4 separate regions of the Mus musculus genome follow, and regions 1, 2 and 4 are each linked to region 3. The links are chromatin contacts, called in public HiChIP or PLAC-seq and Micro-C maps. All regions are on one chromosome and are shown on one strand. Each heading gives the region's core, a stretch centred on a gene start, on an enhancer-like site or on the middle of the called end of the contact. The rest is flanking DNA. Distances are from core to core; before and after follow the strand shown. Region 1 has its middle 27 kb from the start of Gm36597. Region 2 has its middle 100 kb from the start of Gm39957. Region 3 has its middle 9.8 kb from the start of Gm46770. Region 4 has its middle 100 kb from the start of Gm36597.

Evidence for each region. HiChIP or PLAC-seq counts read pairs in DNA pulled down with a chosen protein or histone mark. A called contact is a pair of places that touch in the nucleus more often than the background predicts.
Region 1: a contact with region 3 is called in a Micro-C map of the HL-1 cell line, with 2.3 times the contacts expected there. The contact joins two enhancer-like sites. A contact is called at or near these places in 1 of 15 datasets of contacts at CTCF or cohesin (the NIH/3T3 cell line), 9 of 484 Hi-C or Micro-C datasets (the HL-1 cell line, adipose-derived mesenchymal stem cells, embryonic fibroblasts and 3 more) and 5 of 115 datasets of contacts at active chromatin or transcription factors (the NIH/3T3 cell line, embryonic fibroblasts, fibro-adipogenic progenitors and 2 more).
Region 2: a CTCF HiChIP or PLAC-seq map of the NIH/3T3 cell line shows a contact between it and region 3, with 6 read pairs. The contact joins two enhancer-like sites. A contact is called at or near these places in 1 of 15 datasets of contacts at CTCF or cohesin (the NIH/3T3 cell line), 4 of 484 Hi-C or Micro-C datasets (adipose-derived mesenchymal stem cells, cortical neurons, embryonic stem cells and 1 more) and 3 of 115 datasets of contacts at active chromatin or transcription factors (extraembryonic endoderm stem cells, fibro-adipogenic progenitors and trophoblast stem cells).
Region 4: a Micro-C map of the HL-1 cell line shows a contact between it and region 3, with 2.3 times the contacts expected there. The contact joins two enhancer-like sites. A contact is called at or near these places in 7 of 484 Hi-C or Micro-C datasets (the AML12 cell line, the HL-1 cell line, adipose-derived mesenchymal stem cells and 3 more) and 1 of 115 datasets of contacts at active chromatin or transcription factors (acute myeloid leukemia).

The regions. Positions count from the first base shown.
Region 1 is chr2:148,196,435-148,199,134 of GRCm38.p6, forward strand. No RefSeq gene overlaps it. Among named protein-coding and RNA genes, the nearest start is that of Gm36597, 27 kb to the left of the region's middle. Within about 2 kb of position 1,402, at least 51 of the 459 cell types and tissues checked have an H3K27ac peak or open chromatin away from gene starts, as enhancers often do. A contact at or near this core is called in the HL-1 cell line, the NIH/3T3 cell line and pancreatic cancer cells, where this site is marked.
Region 2 is chr2:148,288,865-148,291,564 of GRCm38.p6, forward strand. No RefSeq gene overlaps it. Among named protein-coding and RNA genes, the nearest start is that of Gm39957, 100 kb to the right of the region's middle. Within about 2 kb of position 1,342, at least 18 of the 459 cell types and tissues checked have an H3K27ac peak or open chromatin away from gene starts, as enhancers often do. A contact at or near this core is called in the NIH/3T3 cell line, where this site is marked.
Region 3 is chr2:148,570,608-148,573,307 of GRCm38.p6, forward strand. No RefSeq gene overlaps it. Among named protein-coding and RNA genes, the nearest start is that of Gm46770, 9.8 kb to the left of the region's middle. Within about 2 kb of position 1,329, at least 24 of the 459 cell types and tissues checked have an H3K27ac peak or open chromatin away from gene starts, as enhancers often do. A contact at or near this core is called in the HL-1 cell line, the NIH/3T3 cell line and pancreatic cancer cells, where this site is marked.
Region 4 is chr2:148,272,866-148,275,565 of GRCm38.p6, forward strand. No RefSeq gene overlaps it. Among named protein-coding and RNA genes, the nearest start is that of Gm36597, 100 kb to the left of the region's middle. Within about 2 kb of position 1,291, at least 6 of the 459 cell types and tissues checked have an H3K27ac peak or open chromatin away from gene starts, as enhancers often do. A contact at or near this core is called in the HL-1 cell line, where this site is marked.

The DNA of each region.
Region 1 (2,700 bases), core at 152-2,651, 370 kb before region 3:
GATCTTACGGGGTCCTATCCTTAATTGAGGCGCCCACTCCTCAGACGTCATTAGTTTGTGTCAAGTTCGCATAAAACTTTCCAACACAGGTAGTATCCTATGTTTAACCTCTGGTGGGGGACAACATGGCCAAGGAAGATGGTGTCACCCTGGGGTGGCCAGCAGTCTGTATGGATATTAGGTGTTTCTTCTCTTAAGAAGAAACAAAGAGCTAGTTAAGAAAGCCCAACATGCTTTGCAACAGCATTTTTGGAAAGTAACCAATATAAATAAATCAGTAAATGTAAGGGACCTGTATCAGCTCAAGACACCCCAAGACCAAGTTCTCAGAACAAAGGAAATTTATTTCCCCCAGAGGAACAAAGAACGGGGAATGAGGCAAAGACAGGAGAGAGTAGGTGGGCAGAGAGAGGGGGAAGGGAACAGAAAGAGGGGAAGGGTTATTTGTCCCCAGAGTGGGGAACAAAGGACTGCCTCATGATAGATAGAGAGGAGAGAGATATGCTTCGTAGGAAAATGGCAGTTCATAAGGTAAAGGAGGAAACCTGTGTTAGAATGAGATATTTAATTTTAATTGGGCATGTTACTTACGGTACCAAAATGGGGCTTCTGATTTCTGGTCTTCAATGCTTCTATAGCTGGACCTTGGTAGTTAGCCTTAGGAGAAGGATGTGACCAAATTAGGGAATAGAGCTTGGTGGCCATGTAATCTAGCAATTGTAGCAAGGAATAGAGAATGGGGGAGGGATGAGGTCTCCCAGGACCATATGTGCCATGCTCAAACTGGCTAGAGTCCCTTCAGTCAATAAGTAATTTAAGAAGGTAAGCATGGTTCACTGACACTCTTTTATAACATATGTGAAGAGAGACAAAGGCTGGCATGCCACTTGGAGACATAGCAAGATGTTAGAGAGAAGCTACAAAATTGCACCAAGAGGACAATGAGTGAGCAGAAAGACTGATGTGGGCAGGATCAGAGGCAACCTGGAGGTAGTGGAAAGGAAATATGTTCGGGAGGTGAAGAGGGAGCAGAAGATAGTAAAGAGACTTCCCAGTCCATCAAAAGGCAGTGGAGGAAGCAGGCCTGTAGTTTTTCAGACTGCACGGGTTGACGCTTGGCCACTGGCCACCCATCTCTCTCTTTCTACACACCGTCATGTGGCAATCTGTTGTAGAAACGAAGTGAAAGCGGCAGCCCAACTCAGCCCTCCTTTTCCTAAAGGAGCCTTTAGGAGAGACCAAGCAGATGGGAAGAAATGTGTTTGTCTCTTTCCTTTCTTGGACTGGACGTAGCATAATTGCCTCTGACTTCCCAGGGCATGAAAAGCTCTCACATTCCTCCCTAAAGGCCAAGCCATGGGCAAAGGCAGAGGCCACCCCTGGGAATGTTTGTGTTGTTAATTTTTTGTAGTTGAATCATATTGACAAGATTGTTTCCAATTGCTAAAACATGGTTGAGTAGTTCAGTGTCTTGGGGGAGGGTAGCATTTTTCTGCAATGACATCACATGGCTGTGTCACCAGTTAAAGGGCAAAGAAAATAAAGCAAGCAGTGAATTATGTGCAATTAAAAATGTGTATTTCTTCCAAAGTTGATGAACTATGGGGAAACAAGGTTGTTGTTACAGGAGACTCACGATGAACTTTACCGTCTAGCAAGTGATGGTCAGGAGCATCTCTTACAGCACAACCTCAAAACAAAAACAGTTCTGTTCTTAACTAGCATTTGTCATTTAGCCTAAGTGGGTTTTTGAGGAAATGTGGAAAGCTATAGAGAATTGAGACACACACGCAGGAAGAACACAATGCCAGAGGTTGGGAACGATACCACATGTCCAAACCATAGTTATATCCAAGCACCTTCTCCTGGGACATATTATATTTGTTGGGTTTGAGCTGCTTAGGAGGATGTTTTCCCAAGAACAAACATGTACATTGAAGCAGGAATGAGAATTAGTCCACTTGGGAAATTTTCTCCCAAGAAGCACACACACGCATACACACACACACACACACACACACACACACACACACACACACACACCGAGATTTAAGATTTCTTGAATTGAGCCCCACTCTTGCACCATGGGTTCTGAAGTTTGATCAAAAGTTTGCCGAGTGATAACTATGCTAAGGCTCATTTCTTTGGAGATACAAGAGATACGAGAGTGGAACAAAGATGGAAAATAAGAAAATGCTGGAAGAGAACCACATGATCCTCACTGTACAGTGGAAAACAGAGTAGCCTGGGAAAGGTGGAAATTGCAGGGTATGAAAGGATTGAAGGAGATGGTGCCACAATGTTAAATGGTCAAGCAGCTACTCCTGGTAGGTGACACCACTGTGATCCATGTTAACTACCCCCACCCCTAGTGAAAGGTGGCCACTAGTAACTACGGAAGTTTTCTGTTGAGTTACTTTTCCAGATAAATATTTCTAGAGTTGTTTTGTTTTCCAGATTTTGCAATAAGATGCTCTACTTAATTTTGCCCCAAGCCTACTGGCCATTGGCTACTGACCACCCCTCCCATCCTCTCCTCTGTCACCTTCACTGGTTTCTACCAGTGGTTTCTTTGTCTAGTATAGGCAGAATGCCATTGTCTCCTTCCTTCTATATGATTGACCTGTCTGTCTCCAGCCAGTCCTTAGCTTTTAATATCACATAAAAGTTAATGAATTCTGAACTTGCATCTCTGACACA
Region 2 (2,700 bases), core at 92-2,591, 280 kb before region 3:
AGCACCTATAAAAGACTGGGATGTGGTCATCTATATAAGAAGCAAGGAAATTGGAGTATCCATCAACACCATCCATTACTGGACATGGGCTATAGATAGGAGATACATTGTTATTCTGCTTCTCCACATTACCATATAGACAATATAAATATGTTCCCACAGTCAGAACAAGTGCACATCAAGGTGCTTTTGTTTATAGTAATGATTTCTCATAGGTGGTGTGCAAGGCTCCAGCAACATCTTTAGCAGGAAAACTATGTGCATGCAGCTATATGTGTCAACATAAAGATCTCAGTCACTGGAAAGCGGAAACAGAAGAGACATCTATTTTACAGAGTCACTTTGAAGGAAAGACACAGTTTTTTCTATCATCAACAACAATAGTGTAAATAACAGGTGTGTAGTTATTTTATCAGATGTTGTCAAGGCAACACTAGCTGTTTCTATGGCTGTTCTCTGAAATAAACATGCTCAAAATCAAGAACACCTGGGGCCAAATGTAGTAGAATGAAGGCAAGAAGTATTCTCACCACTCCTCTTTCTTCTCTAAGGGACATTCCAAGCTGCCACTACCTTCCCAACTGTTGGTCACCCCAGACATCATGGAGAGGCTGCTGATAATATACCGAGACAAACTTGGAAAATAGAGTTCCTCCATCAAAACCCTTCTATGCCATTCTTTAATCCTAGTACCTCACAAGTTGTCTACATTCTTGTTTTTTCTTACAACTTTTGAAGGTACAGTCATGAAGATCAAGTTGAGAAATGAAAGAGAATGGTACTCTGTGAGGGCATTGTGGGAGAAGAGGTTTTGGTTTTTGTTTTTGTTTCCTCTCTTCTCATTCCAAAGCACAAGAAACTTTACAAATTCATGGCTGTCTGTGGAGTTAATTGCAGTGGGGTCCAGTTAGATAAGGAATTTCTCCCTATTATTATTTGCCATGTGCAGCCCTACCAGAATCTAACGGTTAAGCCAGAGCTTCTGAATTTATCCATCCTTCCCAGTTAGGCTTTGCATTTCAAACTAGGAGGACTAGGAGGAGGAGGCACAGAGGAAAGGGCAAACATAATCTTGTCCAGCCAGTTGTACAGATGGAGGAGTGAGAGATTTGGAGAAATGGTGATTTTGATTGTTAGAGAATAAACTGAATTAAATATTAACTTCCAGAAGAAAGAATGATCTCTAAGTCTAGACATCTATATTAGTCTTAGGCCACTGTCAGCCCAGTTTTTTATCTCTAAAAAATCCTCAAAAGAGTAACCATGATCTCTTAGATGAGACTAGTAAAATGAACCTAGCTAGACACAATGACATTTCCCAGCTAGCTTGATCATGAATCACTCCTTTCTCTAAGGACCAACTTGATGTCTCCATGAGAACCTCCCATTTGCACCGCTGTTCATCTATCATTTGGAAATAAAAGCTGTTTGCTTCTTATGTGAGCCAACACATAGATTAAACTGATAAAGAAAATTACAAGATGAATAAGTGCAATTTACTTGTCAAATAGAAATGGCTCCTTGTTTTGTTGAGCTTCTCCCTGCAGGAAAGCTGTGGTGTTAGACCTTTGCAGGAGGACAAGGCTGGGGCCAGTCTGAAGGTAGTTTGAGGGCTGGCGGAGCCTACAATTATAATGGACTAGGAATTCCCTATCCAGCCAAAGAAAACAAGAAAGAAATCTCTCCGTATACTTTCCACTTTAATGACAGTTATATCACTGCAGTGAAGGAGCTACGAGGGAAAGTGAAACCAGCTTAGCCTGGAGCATCAGGATGCTGAAGTCTGTAGAGACTAAGTGCATTTCTTTCTTTTTTTTTTTTTTTTTTTTTTTAGGTTGCATTTCTTAAGTGAAGGAAGAGTATACTGTAAAGTATGTATGAATAATAAGGACTACCAAACAAACCAGAAATGCAGAAGAAATCCTTTAAATTACTAGAAAGCTACTGATGTGTGTACATCCATATACAAGGATACACAGGCATACACATGTGCATATACACATACAATGTATGTAGATCAAAGAACAGTAACATGAAACGAAAAAAGACAAAAGAACAGAAGAAAGAAAAAAACAAACAAAAGGTAACCAGGAGCAAATGAAGGAAAGGAGAATATTAGGGACAGATAAACAGTCTCAAAAGTCAAGCTCGGAACACGTGAAAATTAAAATATAATGTTCCATCAGTACCACACCAGTGTTCAGATGTAGTAACACTGTGTGTCAGATACCATGCCTGTTAGAAGAAAGGCTTGCCTAGTGAGGGGTGCACAGGAGGACCAAGAACAAAGAATGGTGATTATGAGCCAGGAGAATAATAGACAAAAGGAATGTCAGAGTGCACTGTGTATCAGACTACGAAGCTACGTCAGAAACTGATAAACTAGGGTGAAGAACAACAAACGCTAACACAAATGTACAATGACCATACAACTGCATCTTATCACTGTTCCCGTTAGCTTTCCTGTAACCATAATAAACACTATGACTAAAAACAACTGAAGGAGGAGTTTATTCCAATCACAGTCTGCCATTGATGGAAGTCAGGGCAGGAACAGAGGCAGGAACCATGAAAGAAATGTTGCGTAGTGGCTTGCTCTTCATGGCTTGCTTAGCCGACTTTCTTGTAAATTCCAGAATCACCTGCCCAGAGATGGCCCTGCTTACAGTGGACTGGGCCAGCCCACATCAATCAAGTATC
Region 3 (2,700 bases), core at 79-2,578:
ACAATTATCAAAGATCAGCGCAATAGATTGGTAAATTGTACGCCTACACTTTGAGATAAGCCCTGATCTCAAGCCCCGGAACTCGAGGCTTCCACCATATGACCTGTGAGAGCCAAATACCAACTTCTTGTCCTAGTGACTTGGAAGTGGGAAAATAATGAGTGTTATTGCTATAAAGAGGACCAAGCTTATAGTAGATAATGACCATCACCTTGGACATTACACATAGAGAAAAGTGCAAAACACATCAAAGTTGTGACCACCCCAGGAACCAGATTCTCATTTCATTCTTTTTTTGTTTATTTATTTATCTGCCTAGGAATTCCATGATAACTAAAGTGATGACATTTGTAATGAAAGGATGGTATCAGCCTGGAATTCCTGCTGTCAGGATAAATAGAAAATCCTTTGCTATTTGATTGTCTGGGATGAAATTAATCGCTCCCCATAAATATCGAATAAAATGATCTGTTTGTTCTAGGAGCAGCTGGAACAATCTTCTGTTTGCTTTCTCCACCCTCGTGCTTATCCTTCTCCTCAGAGTAAGATGACTAATTGGCTTAGCAAGGTCATGAAGTCACATGCTCTCCTTTCACACTGCAAGAGTCCTACAGACCCAGTTGGTGTGCGTGCCATGTCGAGCCTGTCCTGGAGAGTAAGCTGCCCTGTGCTGGGCACTGTACTGATTCCTCCTGTTTTCTTACAGTTGGTGGTCTGGGTCTCCTCCAAGCACTGGTTGGAAGCCTGAGGAGAAGGCCCTGGAGGGGCTTTCCACTTGTATGGAGACAACTCTCACCATGTTCATCTTCCTAATAACCAGGCCTGAAATACAAACATGTATGCAGGCGTGGGCCAGTTCCCCGAAGAAACAGCCCTCTCCACATTAGCCTTTACTCCTTCTCCCCTCTGGTCCTTTTCTACTTCCAGTGCAGTAATATTAAGACATACTATGAAGAGTAGAGTTGCTTCCTGTTGACAATACATGCATATATTTAGATTCTAACATTATAATAAATCTTATCTGGTTTTATATACTCCAAATATTACCATTCTTAGATACAAATTGCTGAGATATTTTAATATTCTTATGTTTTGTACAAAGTCTTCAAAATCCAGTGTGTTCCAATGCCTTAGTACTCACTAATAGCACTTGACAAGCTTAATAGCCACCCACATATGGCAGTTGGCCACTAGACTGGCCAGCATACTTCAGATAACAGAAAAACCCCAAAAAGTTTTTATAAAACAACTGTACATGGTTAATGAGAGAAGAAACAATAACAAATCACTGCCTATGAATACAGATACAAACAACCTAAGCAAAAATATTTTCCAATTGACGTCATGCCACATATAAGAACCTAAGAAACTGGGCTAGAGAAATAGCTCAGTGGTTAAAAGAACTGATTGCTCTTTCAGAGAACCCAACTTTGATTTCCAGCAACCACATGTCAGCTCCCAACCATCTGTAAATCTAATTTTAAAGCAAACTGTGGGTCATGACCGCTTTGTGTATGTGTGTGTGTGTGGGGGGGGGGGGGTGTCAAAGGACCTTTTTACAAGAGTCATATATCAGATATCCTGCATATCATATATTTATATCACAAGCCATAACAATAGCAAAATTACAGTTATGAAGTAGCAGCAAAATAGTTTTATGGCTGGGGATTCACCACAACATAAGGAAATGTATTAAAGGCTATAGCATTAGGAAGGTGAAGACCACTGTTCCAGAGGATCTGACACCCTCTGCTGGCTGCCGAGAGCATTGCTAAAATGTGCTGGACACACATAATTATGGACACAGCTATAGAGATAATAAATACATAAATAAATCTAAGAGAGATTACCTAACACCCTAACCTTCTCCTGTAAGTTCCACAACATTTTATAAAATCTGCTAATACTTTGAAAGTCAAGAAACAGATAATTAAAGTACCAACTTGTATTTCTAAATCAATATGGCAGGTAGTGTAGTTTGGTGGTATAGCATATGCACAAGGCACTGGGTTAACCATCACCAAATGAATAAATGAAACTCTAAGTCATTAAGGGAAAACCACCCATAACTGTTTTTGTTTGGTATATGAAAATATGAATCCTGAGAAACAGTGAAAGCTGCTTCCATATAACTATTAGTGGAAATGTCACAGGTAACAAATGTGACTAGAATGCATTAACAAAGTGACACGTCCACCCAGGAGGCTCCATTTTGAGACAGAAAGTGGGTCACCTAGGGAAATTAACTCTTTCACCTGAGCTTCTGTGAAACTGACCTCCATGGACTTTCCTGCTTCTCTGCCAGGAAGTCAAACCCAAGAGGAGCTTTACAAACAGGAACTACAAAAGACACGGTCAACAATACGCTCCCCAGAGTCAGCTGCATCTGACTCTATGAGGATGGAAAGCCTGTTCTACGTGTTGTGACCTTATAGTGGGCTGTCCCACTTCTAAGGGGTCCCTGGGCCTACAGGTCTTATAGACTCAGATCAATCTCTGGAAGGCTTTGAGCCACCAGCAGCCCTACAAAGGAAGTATGGAGTAGATCCTGAAAGAGGCTTTGGGGAGGAGCTCTATCAGTAACTCCTGTGTCCAAGGAGCAAAGATATTTCATGCTAACATCTCATTTATTAAATATGTAAAAAAATTGAAGCCTCAATTTCCTCATAAATATTAAATTTGACTTACAAATTATTGTTT
Region 4 (2,700 bases), core at 41-2,540, 300 kb before region 3:
TGCTCAGTCTACCAGCTTCCCCTTATCTGAACCACTAGGGTGAGCTTTACAGTACTGCCTGGCTAGCCCTCTCAATACCACCAGTGAGAGGGAGTTGGATCAGCTCTCCTGTTCCCCTGTCCTCTGGGCCAGCTCACTAACACCTACACCACCAGAGCCAGCTTGTTGTGCTACCCAGTCCAGGTAATGGGCCCATTCTCCCAAGTTCTATAGCTGGAGAAGGCCTGGCCATTTCTCCCACTCTCACACCCTTGTGGCTGGTTCACCTATTACCCAGGTAAGGTGCAGGGCCCACTCTCTCTAGTGCCACAGTTGGTGATGAACAGGACCAATTCTCCTACTCCCATGACCTTGTGCCCAGCTCTCTGGACTACTACAGATGGTGAAGAGCAAGGTCTTGGAGAGCATCACACTCCTCTCTTCCCTCCATACACACCCACAGCATCTCATGGCTGATGAATAGCAGGGCCAGCTTCTTCCTATGCACTTTAATCATCTCTAGCTGTTTACATGAATAGCATGTGAATTCTATGCAAAAATTCTTGCCCCTTCCTTCCTTCCTCCCTTTCTTTCTTCCCTCTTTTTTCCTCCTCTATCTCTTTCCCCTCTGCCCTTTGCTCATCCTCTTGCCCATCCACTCATTTCAGTGTTCTTCCCTAATTCTTTCAAGAAATACTGCAACCACTGCCAGACACTTGAGAGTGGAAGCAAGATGCTGAGCAGACAGAGTGAGCCAACCAGAATGTGAGAATGGCATGAACAGAGAGGGCCAGGTTCCTTTCAGTAGATGATGGAGGAAGGTCTCTCTCAGTGGGAAGGTCTATGTAGGATGAGGCCTAAAACTGAGAGGGCTTAGCTATACCAAGACTAGGAGTAGCAGTCCAAGTAGAGGGAGCAGTATGTGCAAAGGCCCTGTGGTGGGAAACAGTTGAGTATTTCAGGAAGTAAATGAAATGAATGAAGGAAGGGGCATGGGTTATAGCCACAGACATGGAGGAAGAGAGATGACATCTTCTACATTTAAATTCTGTAGTATCTAGAACTGATTGAACCTCTTGCTTTTATGAGCCTGACCAGCCTACTCTATGGGTTAAAACAACAACAGCATCAAACCATGAAATAAAACACAAAGTTCTTAGGTCCCACTTCCAATTTTTGGTGGGGGAGGGGTTTTAATGAGTCTGTGACTAGTTAACAAGCTATGCAAACATAAGAGGCACTTACAGAGTCACTGTGGCTTGGGCACAAAGGGTCAGTGCTAAAGATAGACAGATTCAGGACTGCAAAGTTCTGAGCAAGGACTTTGCTTTAGCCTCTGTGTCATCTGGCGTGTGTCAATATACACCTTGGGCTCATTATGCACAGCAAGAGACTGGATGTCCCTGTGGCAGGAAATGATGTCATTTTGTATTGTTTTAAGTGCCAAATATTCTTTGGTAGTCAAAATTAAGTAACCAACTTCATTCCATAGCCTTCTGATTACCGATAGGATTGAAGACGCTATTATGCATGTTGTAAGGAATCCCTCAATAAACAAAACAAGGTACAATCTAGTTGGAAAGCTTCTTCGTCTACGTGGGTAGGGGATGCTGTAACATAGAGGAATGAGATACAGTGCTGGTGAAGTGTGTGAGTTAATTTTGTAACAAACGGAAAGTTAGATTTTATGTGCCTCAAGAGAAGTCATGGGTAACTTCATTTCCCTGCTAGAGAGTGCTACACCTCCTCCCAAGTCCTTGCTCCAGAAAAGTGTCAAGAATCTCATTAGGTCAAGTGAAGGGAATATCAAAGACTTAAAGTTATGGTATCAACTACTGTGGGCAGAATACATTAGAGGGAAATCAAATCAGTGAGAGAACATGGCTTCTGCTGCTCACATAGGCCTTTCCTATTCCCACAGCAATCCCTCAAGGTCAGTTAGAAACCAAAGCCAGGAAGTAATAAGGAACCAATGAACCATTTCAAGTCTGATGTCTGAAGAGGTATAATTGGGCACAATTTTCATGGAGCTGTGGGAAGTGGATTTCACAATGCATGCTGGAAACAGATTATTTCTGGTTTGTCCACCAAAATAAAATCAGTTTAACAGAGCCCTTACCATTAGTAAAATACTAGAAAAGGCTGCATCTTCCCAGGACCAGATGAGCTTCTGGCAAGACCCACAAGAAATGAGAGTTGAGAGATCCAGGAAGCCTGAGCAGAAAGGACAAGAAGGGGGCACTCTGTGCACGTGTAGCTGTATTCCTGGGAGTCTTCACAGTGCCCAGATTCACAGAGCACTGGTTTCTAAGGTGACTCAAAGGAGAAGGATGTGAAAATTATTCTTTCTAGCAGGGAGAAGGCAAGGTAAGGCAAAAGAGTGGGATCCTCTCAGCCTCAGTGAGCAATCTCCGCTGAAAGGTCAACACTAGAAAATGGCAGCTGCTTTGTTAGTTTGTTTCTGTCTTTAGATAAAATTCTGGGACTTACAAAATAGATGTCAAAATTTTTATTTTAGGACAAATAGATTCTGCTACTCTTTCCTTATGGACAAGTCTAAAAGATGTCTCTCAATTTACCATTATACTTGAAGGAAGTTTCCTTACCAAAAAGACTTGGCCAGAACAGTAGGTAGATGACAGAGGTAGATTCACCACTAAAACAATGTGGGTCCATGTTCTAATTAATGATTGAACAAAATCTGCTTCTTCATTCACTTGT